3 separate regions of the Ovis aries genome follow, and all the other regions are linked to region 3. A link is a contact called in public Hi-C data. All regions are on one chromosome and are shown on one strand. Each heading gives the region's core, a stretch centred on a gene start, on an enhancer-like site or on the middle of the called end of the contact. The rest is flanking DNA. Distances are from core to core; before and after follow the strand shown.

What was found. Hi-C and Micro-C count contacts between places; a contact is called where the count stands out from the background.
Region 1: a contact with region 3 is called in a Hi-C map of tail adipose tissue, with 2.6 times the contacts expected there. The contact joins two enhancer-like sites. A contact is called at or near these places in 2 of 16 Hi-C or Micro-C datasets (both in tail adipose tissue).
Region 2: a Hi-C map of tail adipose tissue shows a contact between it and region 3, with 7 times the contacts expected there. The contact joins two enhancer-like sites. A contact is called at or near these places in 14 of 16 Hi-C or Micro-C datasets (blood, hypothalamus, liver and 6 more).

The regions. Positions count from the first base shown.
Region 1 is chr9:21,112,091-21,115,353 of ARS-UI_Ramb_v3.0, reverse strand. No RefSeq gene overlaps it. Among named protein-coding and RNA genes, the nearest start is that of NDRG1, 51 kb to the left of the region's middle. Within about 2 kb of position 1,418, at least 38 of the 54 cell types and tissues checked have an H3K27ac peak or open chromatin away from gene starts, as enhancers often do. A contact at or near this core is called in tail adipose tissue, where this site is marked.
Region 2 is chr9:21,056,045-21,059,358 of ARS-UI_Ramb_v3.0, reverse strand. No RefSeq gene overlaps it. Among named protein-coding and RNA genes, the nearest start is that of ST3GAL1, 97 kb to the right of the region's middle. Within about 2 kb of position 2,003, at least 12 of the 54 cell types and tissues checked have an H3K27ac peak or open chromatin away from gene starts, as enhancers often do. A contact at or near this core is called in tail adipose tissue, where this site is marked.
Region 3 is chr9:21,240,467-21,243,940 of ARS-UI_Ramb_v3.0, reverse strand. All of the region lies in intron 2 of CCN4 (cellular communication network factor 4), which reads left to right. Among named protein-coding and RNA genes, the nearest start is that of CCN4, 23 kb to the left of the region's middle. Within about 2 kb of position 1,585, at least 12 of the 54 cell types and tissues checked have an H3K27ac peak or open chromatin away from gene starts, as enhancers often do. A contact at or near this core is called in tail adipose tissue, where this site is marked.

The DNA.
Region 1 (3,263 bases), core at 169-2,668, 130 kb after region 3:
TCAAACCCTCACCAAATGGAAGATGTTCCAGAGAGAAGGTCACAGTTTGATAACCTTAAGAAGCTCATCAGGAGTGAAGGACTCTAGGCCTTCCAGATACACTGGTTCTTATCAGCACTCCACGTTTGGACCATTGCTATAAAACTCCTTACCAAATCCCCCTGGGTTGGGACTCATAGTTTTTCAGGGCATAAGCCCACTGGGTCCCCCTTTGTCTGGGACAGCAATAAAGCTTTTCTTTTCTACTTCACCCCAAACCCTGTCTCCAAGATTTGATTTGACCCTGGTGCACAGAGGCTGAGTTTTTGGCACCAGAACCAGGGAATAAGTCAATGAAGTTCAGAACCTCCTCCTGCTCTCACTGTGACCCAACCAGGCACCTACTCTCTGCATGCCCTCTGTCACTCACTGCCTTTCAGTCATTTAACAAACATTTCTGAGGGCTAATTAAGAACTGGAGACACAATGGGAAGCAAAGCCAGGAAGTCTCCAGCCCACACAGAGCAGAGTCTAGAGGGGGAGACAAACAAAACCCAAATAAACAAGGTGGCTCTAACAGCGACAAGCATTTTGCCAAGTGAAAAAAGAGCCAGTGAGGTTCCTCGGCAGTCAGGAAGCCCCCTTCCACCTCCCACCCTCCACATCATTTCATCCTGAGGACACACTTAGCAGTAGGAAGAAGATGGACTATGCCCATTCAACAGAGAGGCAAACTAAGAGAGGTGGGGGATAGGTAAGACCCTCCCAGTTCCTCCAGAATCTTCCAAAAGACCAAGCCGGGCATAGCTGCCCAACAAGAACCTGGGTCCCTTCCCTCCTGAGGCTCTCCCACAGCACCCCCAGCCCCACCAGCCTCTCCATCAGAATTCAGGGAGGCCTTTGCACCCTCTGAGCTCCACTTGTTTTTAGCAGCCTGTAGGACAGGGCAGAACAACCTTATCTATGGCCATTTTCAGGTGTGCCAACTTGCATTTCACAGAGAAAGGACTGAGCCCAGAGTCCCTGCGGCGGGATGGCCCGGCCTGGCACCAAAGCTCCCTCTGCCTCAGGATAAAATTACAGGTCTCTCTCCCACGTGGAGCCGCGGGCTCCAGAAGGCCTGGGCAGGGTCTGGGCGCCTGAACCCCAAGAGGGCCCTTAGCTGGTGCTCCTACATCGGGGTCTTCTCCTGTTGGAGCTGCCCCGCAGCGGAGGGGAACTGCTGCGGGAAACCGCCACCACCTTCCCCTCCATCCTGCCCGCCTGAGTCCGGGATGGGACGTGCTGAGCTTCACGCACCTCCCAAGAATCCCTCTAGACCGAGAGGTGACTCAGCGCCCCGTGAGCCAGGCTTCCTCCGCCAGATGTGGGGCGGCGCCCCGGGAGGGCGTGGTCATCGGGAGGGCAGGGCCGCAGTGAGGGCGTGGTCCCCAGAGAGGGCCGGGCAGTGGAGGTTGGGGCTCCAGGGCCTGGGCCCCGGAGGGAGAGGCCGCCCTTCCCTGAGCGGGAACACGTGGCCCGCCACTGCACCTGCTCCGCCAGTCAGGACTTGCCTCCACTGCGGCTCCCTCCAGTTTCCTTCTTTCCTAGGAGGGACCGCTAGGTCTGTCCTGTCCGTGGTCCTGCCACCCTCACTTCCCGGGCATTCACGCAGGCGGGTGAGGGTTGGGCGGCGGGGTTGCTGCGCTAAGGACTCCTGCAGAGAGAGCTTCCTCCTGCCATCCTCTCTGTAGTCCTGCCAGGCCAGCAGGGGGAAACTGAAGCTCGAAGAGGGAGGTGACTTGTGCAGGAGTTGAGATTCAAAGCCAGCTCAGTCAGACCGAAAGACTATGAGCATTCCCCAGGGTGGTCACGCTGAGTGGGGAGTTGGGGTCCCTTTGGGGACTATTGACAGGCAACTTCCTTGTGCCCATTTTACAGACAGGGAGACTGAGATACAAGGAAGGGAAGTAGCTGGTGGGGGAGAAACGAGACACCATGACATTGCCCTAGGACAGGACCATGTTTCCCTCTCTGCTCCTTCTTGGGGTTGCTGCTCTGGCTGACAGGGGTAGGGGTCTACCCAGAGACGGGATGGTGAACGAATGAATGAATGAGTGAACGAATGAATGAATGAGTGAACGAATGAGTGAGGTGCTGGGACTGCACTGCCCATATGATAGTTTGCATGTGGTTTTGGAGCACTTGTGTGACCAGAGAAACCGAAGAATTGAGTTTTTCACTGGATTTCATTTTAATTTGTTAAAAGGAACATTTAAAAGCCAATATACCCAATGCAGATAGTGGAAAAGTTTGAAGTGTGTTTGGAATGAGTTAAGTATGTGAACCTACTTCTTCCGACTGCAGATTTTATGAAATCTAAATACAGATCAAGTACTTGAGATGAAAATTTAGCCTCTGAATAGAGATGAATTCTACACAGTGTGAAATACACACCAGATTTCAAAGACTCAGAAGGCAAAACAGAATATAAAAAAATCTCAATATTTTTTTGTGTTAACTACATGTTGAAATCATGTTGAGGCTATTGGGTTAAATAAAAATTTTAATTTTGAGTTAATTTCATTTGCTTCTTTTCACTTGTTAAAACATGGTTGCTAGAACATGGAAGCCTATACGCTACCATGTGTAAAACCGATTACCAATGGAAATTTGCTGTACGACTCAGGGAACTGAAATGGGGGCTCTGTAACAACCTAGAGGGGTGGGAAGGGGTGGGAGGTGGAAGTGAGGTTCAAGAGGGAGGGGACACATGTATACCTATGGCTGACTCATGTCGATGTATGGTAGAGGCCCACAAAATACCATGAAGCAATTTTCCTTCAATTAAAAATAAACAAATTGGGGGGGGAAACATGGTTACTAGAATATTTCATGCATTATAGTTCTGTTGGAGAGCTTGGTGTGTGTGTGTGGAGGGTGGGGGGTGACTTGGTCAGGATAATTTCACCTCTTTTCTGAAGAACTTTGCATCTTTAAATTCAGAGAGGCCAAGAGACTTGCCCAAGGTCACACAGCAGCAAGTGGCAGAACCAGGACAAGAGAATATGCATATCCTGACAGTCTGCCAGTTCCCTTCCCACTTTAGGCTTTAATCGTAGCTTATCCAGCAGGCCCAGCTCTAAGTGCTACCCCATTACCTCACTTAATCCACCCACCTCCCTAAGAGGGACTCTCGTTACCCCAGTTCTAAGACTAACAAACAGAAAGGTTTTGTTCCTTACCCAGTTTCCTATGGTTAGAAGTCAGCAGAGTTGGGAGGCACTTTGGAGTCTGGATTCTGA
Region 2 (3,314 bases), core at 754-3,253, 180 kb after region 3:
AAAGTGAAGTCGCTCAGTTGTGTCTGACCCTTTGCAACCCCATGGACGGAGAAGCCTGGCGTGCTACGGCTCCTCCGTCCATGGGGTTTTCCAGGCAAGAGTACTGCAGTGGGTTGCCATTTCCTTTTCCAGTGGATCTTCCCAGCCCAGGGATTGAACCCAGGTCTCCTGCATTGCAGGCAGACTCTTTAGCATCTGAGCCACCCCGGGAAGTACCTAATGCATATTAACTTTCCTTCTATTCTTTTAACTAAGTAAGTAATATTTATTTTTGGTGGAACGGGGTCTTTGTTGCTGCTCGTGGGCTTTGTCTAGCTGCGGCAAGCGGGGGCGATCTTCTCTGTGGGGCGCCGATTCGCCACCACAGTGGCTTCTCTTGTTGCAAAGCATGAGCTGTAGGGAGCATGGGGCAGTGGTTGCAGCCCTTGGGCTCTTCCCGGACCAGGGGTCGAACCTGTGTCCCCCGCATTCACAGGTGGAGTCTCAACCACTGGACCACCAGAGAAGCCCCTTTCATTCTGTATAAATAGAATGAATTCCCAAAGGCCCACATGGTCAACCAACACAAGTTTTAAGAGTCTTCTCTGTACCTGGTACTGTGCTTGTAGTTTGGAATTCCAAAGAGAAGAAACAGACTGCGTTCCTGGGCTTAGGGAACTTTTGTTTGTGACTTTGGGCGAGTGGCATCCTTCGGTGTCGAAGCTTGAGACACATCGATTTTGCCCAGGTCCCCCAGTGTACAGACCTGATAACAGGGATGCGGGACCCCGTGTGTAGCCACTACTGCCATGTTGCCTGCAAGAATGGGAGTGGCCTGGCTTCACTGGCAAAACCCACCCTCTCTTCCCAGTGTGCTTTCCCTGATGCCCAAATTACTCTTAGCATCTCCCTGAGTAGTTCGGTGGACTTGCTGAGGCAGCTGCCAGGAAGAGCTCCCTTCCCCCAGGAGACAGCTGCTCATGCCATCGCTGGGCTGTCTACCCTGGGACGGGCCATCTTGCACAGAAGGAGCCAGACAAAGGTGGCAGAAGCAGCCACCCAGACACACCAAGCTCCTAGTCTGCACACCAGCCCTTGTGATAACAGAAGGCATGGATGAAGACTGGGCTGAACAGCCTTGATTCCACTACCCCCTGTCTCTGGGGCCCCTCCCTAGGCTCTGGGCTGACCTGTCTGCATTTTGCTGAGCCTGCAGAAGGGAGCGCTCCACCCAGGCACCCTCAGGACTCTGGGGCCCTCTCACCAGTCAGCTCCCTGATGTCCATGACGTCGAGGAAGACATGGGTGGACATACTGCTCCTCTGCTATCCCAGATGGTCCCCCACATTCCCAGCCTCCCCGGCAGTTCACATGGGTAGATCACGTTGGCCAGTAGCCTGTGAGTGGAAGTGATGGGTGTGGACTCCAAGTTAAGAACTAGTGAGTCATCTCCACCCCCTCGTCCCTTTGCCAGTGACCTTGAAGACTGTGGATTGAAGTTGAGGTCGGCACAGTCACAAGACGAAGACAGTGGGGGAGCCTGAATGGACGGCCAAACCCACCAGCCTCTGACCCAGCAAGAAATAAGCCTCTGCCGCTTTGCCCTAAGTCACTGGGGTCTGTGGGCTTATTTGTTACTGTAGCACCAGCCTGTCGCATGCTGACTGATGCAGTCACGTCTGATCTTGAACCGTCTAACCCCTCATGGAGTTTGTGACCACAGGCAAGTAACTAACAGGCTCTGAGCCTCAAGTCTTCCCTGGAAGTGGTAGCACTAACTCATCCGTGGGGGCTCTTGTGAGAACTGAATGAGAAAAAGCATAATGAATGCCTGGAGCAGAGACAGGACTCAGAAAATGTGGGGCTGCCCTCTTGCCTTTCTGTAGACTTTGTCTTTTGGTACCCATTCTACAGATTGAGAAGCTGAGGTTCTAAGAAATCAGGTTTATCCTGTAAGTTACAAGGCTAATGAGTCACAGAAAGGGCGGGAGTCTTAAGCTAGCGAAATCTGAGGTCCAGAGGTCCAGCAGACCATGGGGAGAGCTAAGCTGTGTGACAATGTGACATCATTTAAAGCTTTTTAGCCAGTCCACACTTGCTGGGGTTTTGACCTTTTCCGACTGCGTCCAGCCTTTTCCTCTTGACCCAATTCTCTTGGCGAAGTGACAGAGATCTCAATGTCCTTATCTGGAGGGTGTGGACTTGATAATTCTCAATGCCAAGTCTTTTTTTTCCAGGCAAAGCTATATTGGGGCCACTACCGAAGCAGGGAGGGAAGCAAGAACAATCAACAGTTTCCCTTGCTTGCTGGCTCACTCCCTGAGGAGGGTTGAGCTGGTTCCTAAGATGGGGTGAGGGTAGGGGTGTGTCCTGGGGTCAGGCTGGAGAGGTGGTTTGCCCACCCCTTAGGAGGTGGTGTGTATGTGTTGGCAGGGGCGGCGAGAGGTGGGTGGCGGGGGGTGGGGTGGTGGCATGCATAGCCACTTGCTTTTGCCTCTGTCTCTTCAAAAGTGGTAATTGGTTTTGTTGTTGTTGTTGTTGTTTTTTTTTTTAGTGTCTTTGTATCTTTTGTCCAGAATTTGTCCCAACTAATCAATGCCAAGTCATTTTAAATCCTGACCTGGGTGTGTGTTTTCTCATACCATTTTCAGACACTCTGTGTTGACGATCTGGCCGAAGGCGATTCCACTGCGCCCTCTGGTGGCCAGTGTCTCTCAGTGTTCGGGTCCAGCTCTTGACCAAGGTCACCGTGGAATGTGGGCAGCTCCCAGGTCAGGGCAAACCAGGCTGTTGGGGGGCGCATCTCCAAATTACTTCATTTTGGAGCAGAGCAGACAGTTCCCTGTCCACACACTCTGGTGGGGATCTCAGCACCTTGCTTTTGGAGTCCTGGCTCTCCCCGCTCCTTCACTGGCAGGCGACTTCATCTCCTGGAATCTGTTTCCTTGTTAAATTCTCTTCTTCCAGAAACAGTGCCTCTTGGCAGGATTGCTGGCGGATTAAATGAGACTAATGTAGGCAAAGCCCTTAACCCCCGTTGACAGCATGTGAAAGGGAGTTATGATCATCATTAAGAAGCTCCCATGTTTTCTGGCGTTGCTGTCTCCCTGGCATAAGACTGTGACCTTCCGATGTCAGGGAAACTGTCTTGCCCATCCCCAGCCCCCAGTGGCTCTTGGTACATATTTATCAAATGACATGTATATATAAATATATATATATAACATTGGGCTTCCCAGGTGATGCTGTTGATAAAGAATCTGCCCACCAATGCAGGAGACATCAGATGTGGGTCTGATTCCTGAGTCGGGAAGAGCCCCTGGAGGAGAGCATGG
Region 3 (3,474 bases), core at 336-2,835:
TCCCCTTTTACAGCTGTCCTTCAAGGCAACTCACTGACTATATGAGTCTCTAAAGTTGCACTGACACCTCACCACATGCCAGGCACCACAATTTTATAGACATTCTCCCATGGACCCATAGACCCTGCAGACCCACAAGTGCCTCTCCTGCCTGTCTCCTCTCCCGCCTGTCTCCTCTCCCGCCTGTCTTCTCTCCCGCCTGTCTCCTCTCCTGCCTGTCTCTACCGCCCAGGACCTGGAAAATCACCTCTTTCTACTCCATTCCCCTACCTCTTTATAAGTCACCTCTTTACTCAACATAGCCTCTCGGTTCCCCCTTATCATGAGTCTCCATGTAGCTTCTTTCCTTGCAATTGGAAAGAAGATGGTGGATTTCAGGATACTGGAATAAATATGACATGGGCCTAGGGTTCTCCAGTCACAGAGGTCTACAGACATTGGAATAAATAAGGTTCAACAAGGAGAACAGACTTCTTCAGAAGTGTTAAATGTCCACATCCATTGTGAAATTCCAAAAACAGAGCTATCATAGGAAGACACAGTGAATACTTTTTTCCAGGCAGATTTTTACCCAGTCACCCACCTGCACACCATACACACACAGACACAGACACACACACAGACACACACACACACACACACACACACACACACAATTCCCCCATGTTCTATGGAACATCTTCTCAGAAATACTGCCATAGTGTCTAAATTCATGGAACCCTAATGCAATAAAGAAGAGAGTCCAGGGTCTGAAAATGATAGAGAAGGAGATATTGGGGGCCAGAGGGGAAAAAGAAAGAAGAAGTTATTTACATAGAAAAATCTGTTAGCAAATGGCCAACAACCAACGGACATTCCCCAGGGCAGGCTAAATCTGTCCTTAGAGATGTGCTTGTAATTAGGCCAGGACAAGGCAATAAAAAGCAAGTTGCAACACTGCCGTAAATGACTCAAAGAGGGGATGGTGGGGACTATGGCAAACTAATGAACGTAAACTTTAGCCACTGAGGTCAGGCAGAAGAGGGAGCCTGATCTGGTCTAGTCTACTTACCTTTCAAGAGAATCCAGAAAACAAAATCCAGGTTCATGTATGATTTGTAATTCTGGCAACGCATTCAAGACATTTTTAAAAAAACACTCTGTGGGCCAAGCTAAATCATCTGTGGGCAGAGAGTGACCTCTGAATTAAACTGTTTGGCTATTTTGGTTGTGCAAACATGAGTTTGCATTCAGTGCAGCTGGGTCAGGATTGAGGGCAGTGTGGTTTGCTGGAAGGATCATGAAATTTACAGGCAGACAGACTTGGGTTTTTGAATCGTGGCTCTGCCACTTGCTGGCTACGTGACCATGGGCACATCACTTAAGGAGCTTGATCGAACCAACTCTGTATGATGGTTGAGGCTAAACAAAGAATTTCACAAGAGCCTAAAATGTGATCAGTTGCTCTTGAATATTCCTTCAGATTTCCTTTGTAAACGTTCCCTTAGCTTTGTCCAGGGTTATCCTCAGAGTTTGGGGGGCAGGGCTAGTTTTAAGCTCTGATTCTCCCGTCTGATGAGTAAAGGAACAGAAAACCCATGCGTTGTGTTTGAAGCTAGACAGCCTAAGTTCAAACCTCAGCAACATAATCAACTAACACAATGGGTTTAGGGAAACTGCTTAACCTTTTTAAATGTCAGTTTCCTCATCAAGGAAAATGCAATGAATAATGCCTACCTTTTTGGGTGGTTTGGATGTCAAGTGCCTGATACATGGGAGAAGCCCAATACAGAGGAGGGCTAACCCCACCTGATATCCATCCCTCTACCCACTGATTCATTCACTCATAATGAACATAGGTTAGTGATAGCACATCAGTGGAGTTACAACAAGGCATGGCCCACTGTCCTTGCTCCCAGGAAGCTGACCAGGGGTGCAGCGAGAAGAGTAAAGGTCTGGATGGCACAGCAAGGCGACTTGAATTCCCAGAAGTCCCTCAATAAGAGGAAAGCCCACCAGGTCATGCTTGAATGGACCCGAGAGTCTGAATGGTGAAGGAGGCTCGGCCAGCTTCCCCATCTGATCAGAAGCTCGTCCTTCAATCAGCTATAAAAAAATTGAATAAGGAAGGGGTGCCAGAGTCCACTGGTGGGGCCATCACAGCCACCCACCATCCATCTTTGCCCCCACCTCCCAAACCTCCCAGGAGACTGTGAACAACTTCTGGAGGCAAATGGTCCCAATCTTGGCTGCAAACTGGATTCACGTGCGGAGCTAACAAGGTCAAAAAATAAAAAGCAAAACTACCCAAGCCCAGGTCCACCCCCAGGTACTGGGGCGTGGTGTGGGCATCATGATTTTAAAGAGCTCCCCTGGGGTAGTACCATTGTGTCGCTGGCAATGAGAGCTACTGTGCTAAGGCTCCCAGCACCCAGCAGTGCCCTCGCCACCCAAAGTTCCCACACCCAGGGGCAGAGACTGGCTTCAGCACTCCATCTCCCATCCACCCACACACACGAGCACACTCTCTCCCTGGAGTGAGAGGGTGAGGCCAGGCTGACTCAGAACAAAAGATGAGTGATTCACTAGGTGATTCACTCACTGTTTTGCTTTCCTATTTCCCCTCTTTTATTGGTATCCGATGGAAGGAAATGGACAGTGGAGTCAGAGCTTGGGGGGGGGGGGGCGGTGCAGCTTCTTCAGACACCAGCTGGGGGGCCTTGAGAAGATGAATCACTGTTCCCCTCACCCACCCAGCTCCCCTCTCTGCCAAAGAAAGAAAACAAAGCTCTTCTAGGACAGTCACCTCGAGACTGCTTGAGATCACTTATCAGATGGTGCCTGGCTCCAGATCGGACGGGCAGTGTTAGCGCCCTTCCTGTTGGTCCCTCCCCCCCCCAGATCAGTCACCTCCCAGGAAAACCAGCAGTCACCCCAGCATCGCCACAGGCTGCAATCCTGTCCCCTCTGCTCCGCTGAGCTGAGCGCTGTCACTTTAGGTGTGTGACTCAACCTCACTGAGATGCAAGTTAGCAGCAGGTGAAAATGCAGGTGATGACATGGTCGCTTTTCCTTCTGCGATGAAGTCAGCAATGCAAGGAAGCCTAACACAAAGCAGGTCAGGTGACCAAGCACCTTCCCTCCTGTGAGATACAGAGATGATGGTGGTGGTGATAGTTCGGCTTCAGGTGAATCCAGGAGATACGCCAGGACTACTGGCAGACAGCTCTCCTGGGGTGAGTACCCTGGCTGCCCTGGGCTCTCTGTCTGCACTTCTAGACACTGTCCTCAGAATGGGACTGACATGGAAGGCTGGGATGCTGGTCGGAGCCCAGTATCCCCACATCTTTCTTGGAGCTCCAAGCTTGCAGAACCGGCTCCACTCTGAAGTCAACAAGGCATCTCGAGTCTAGGGAAGAACTTGAGGCCACCCACCCCAACATTGCTCTTCTGAGGACGGAGCATCCCTCTCCTTCCAGGCCTCAAGACATAGAA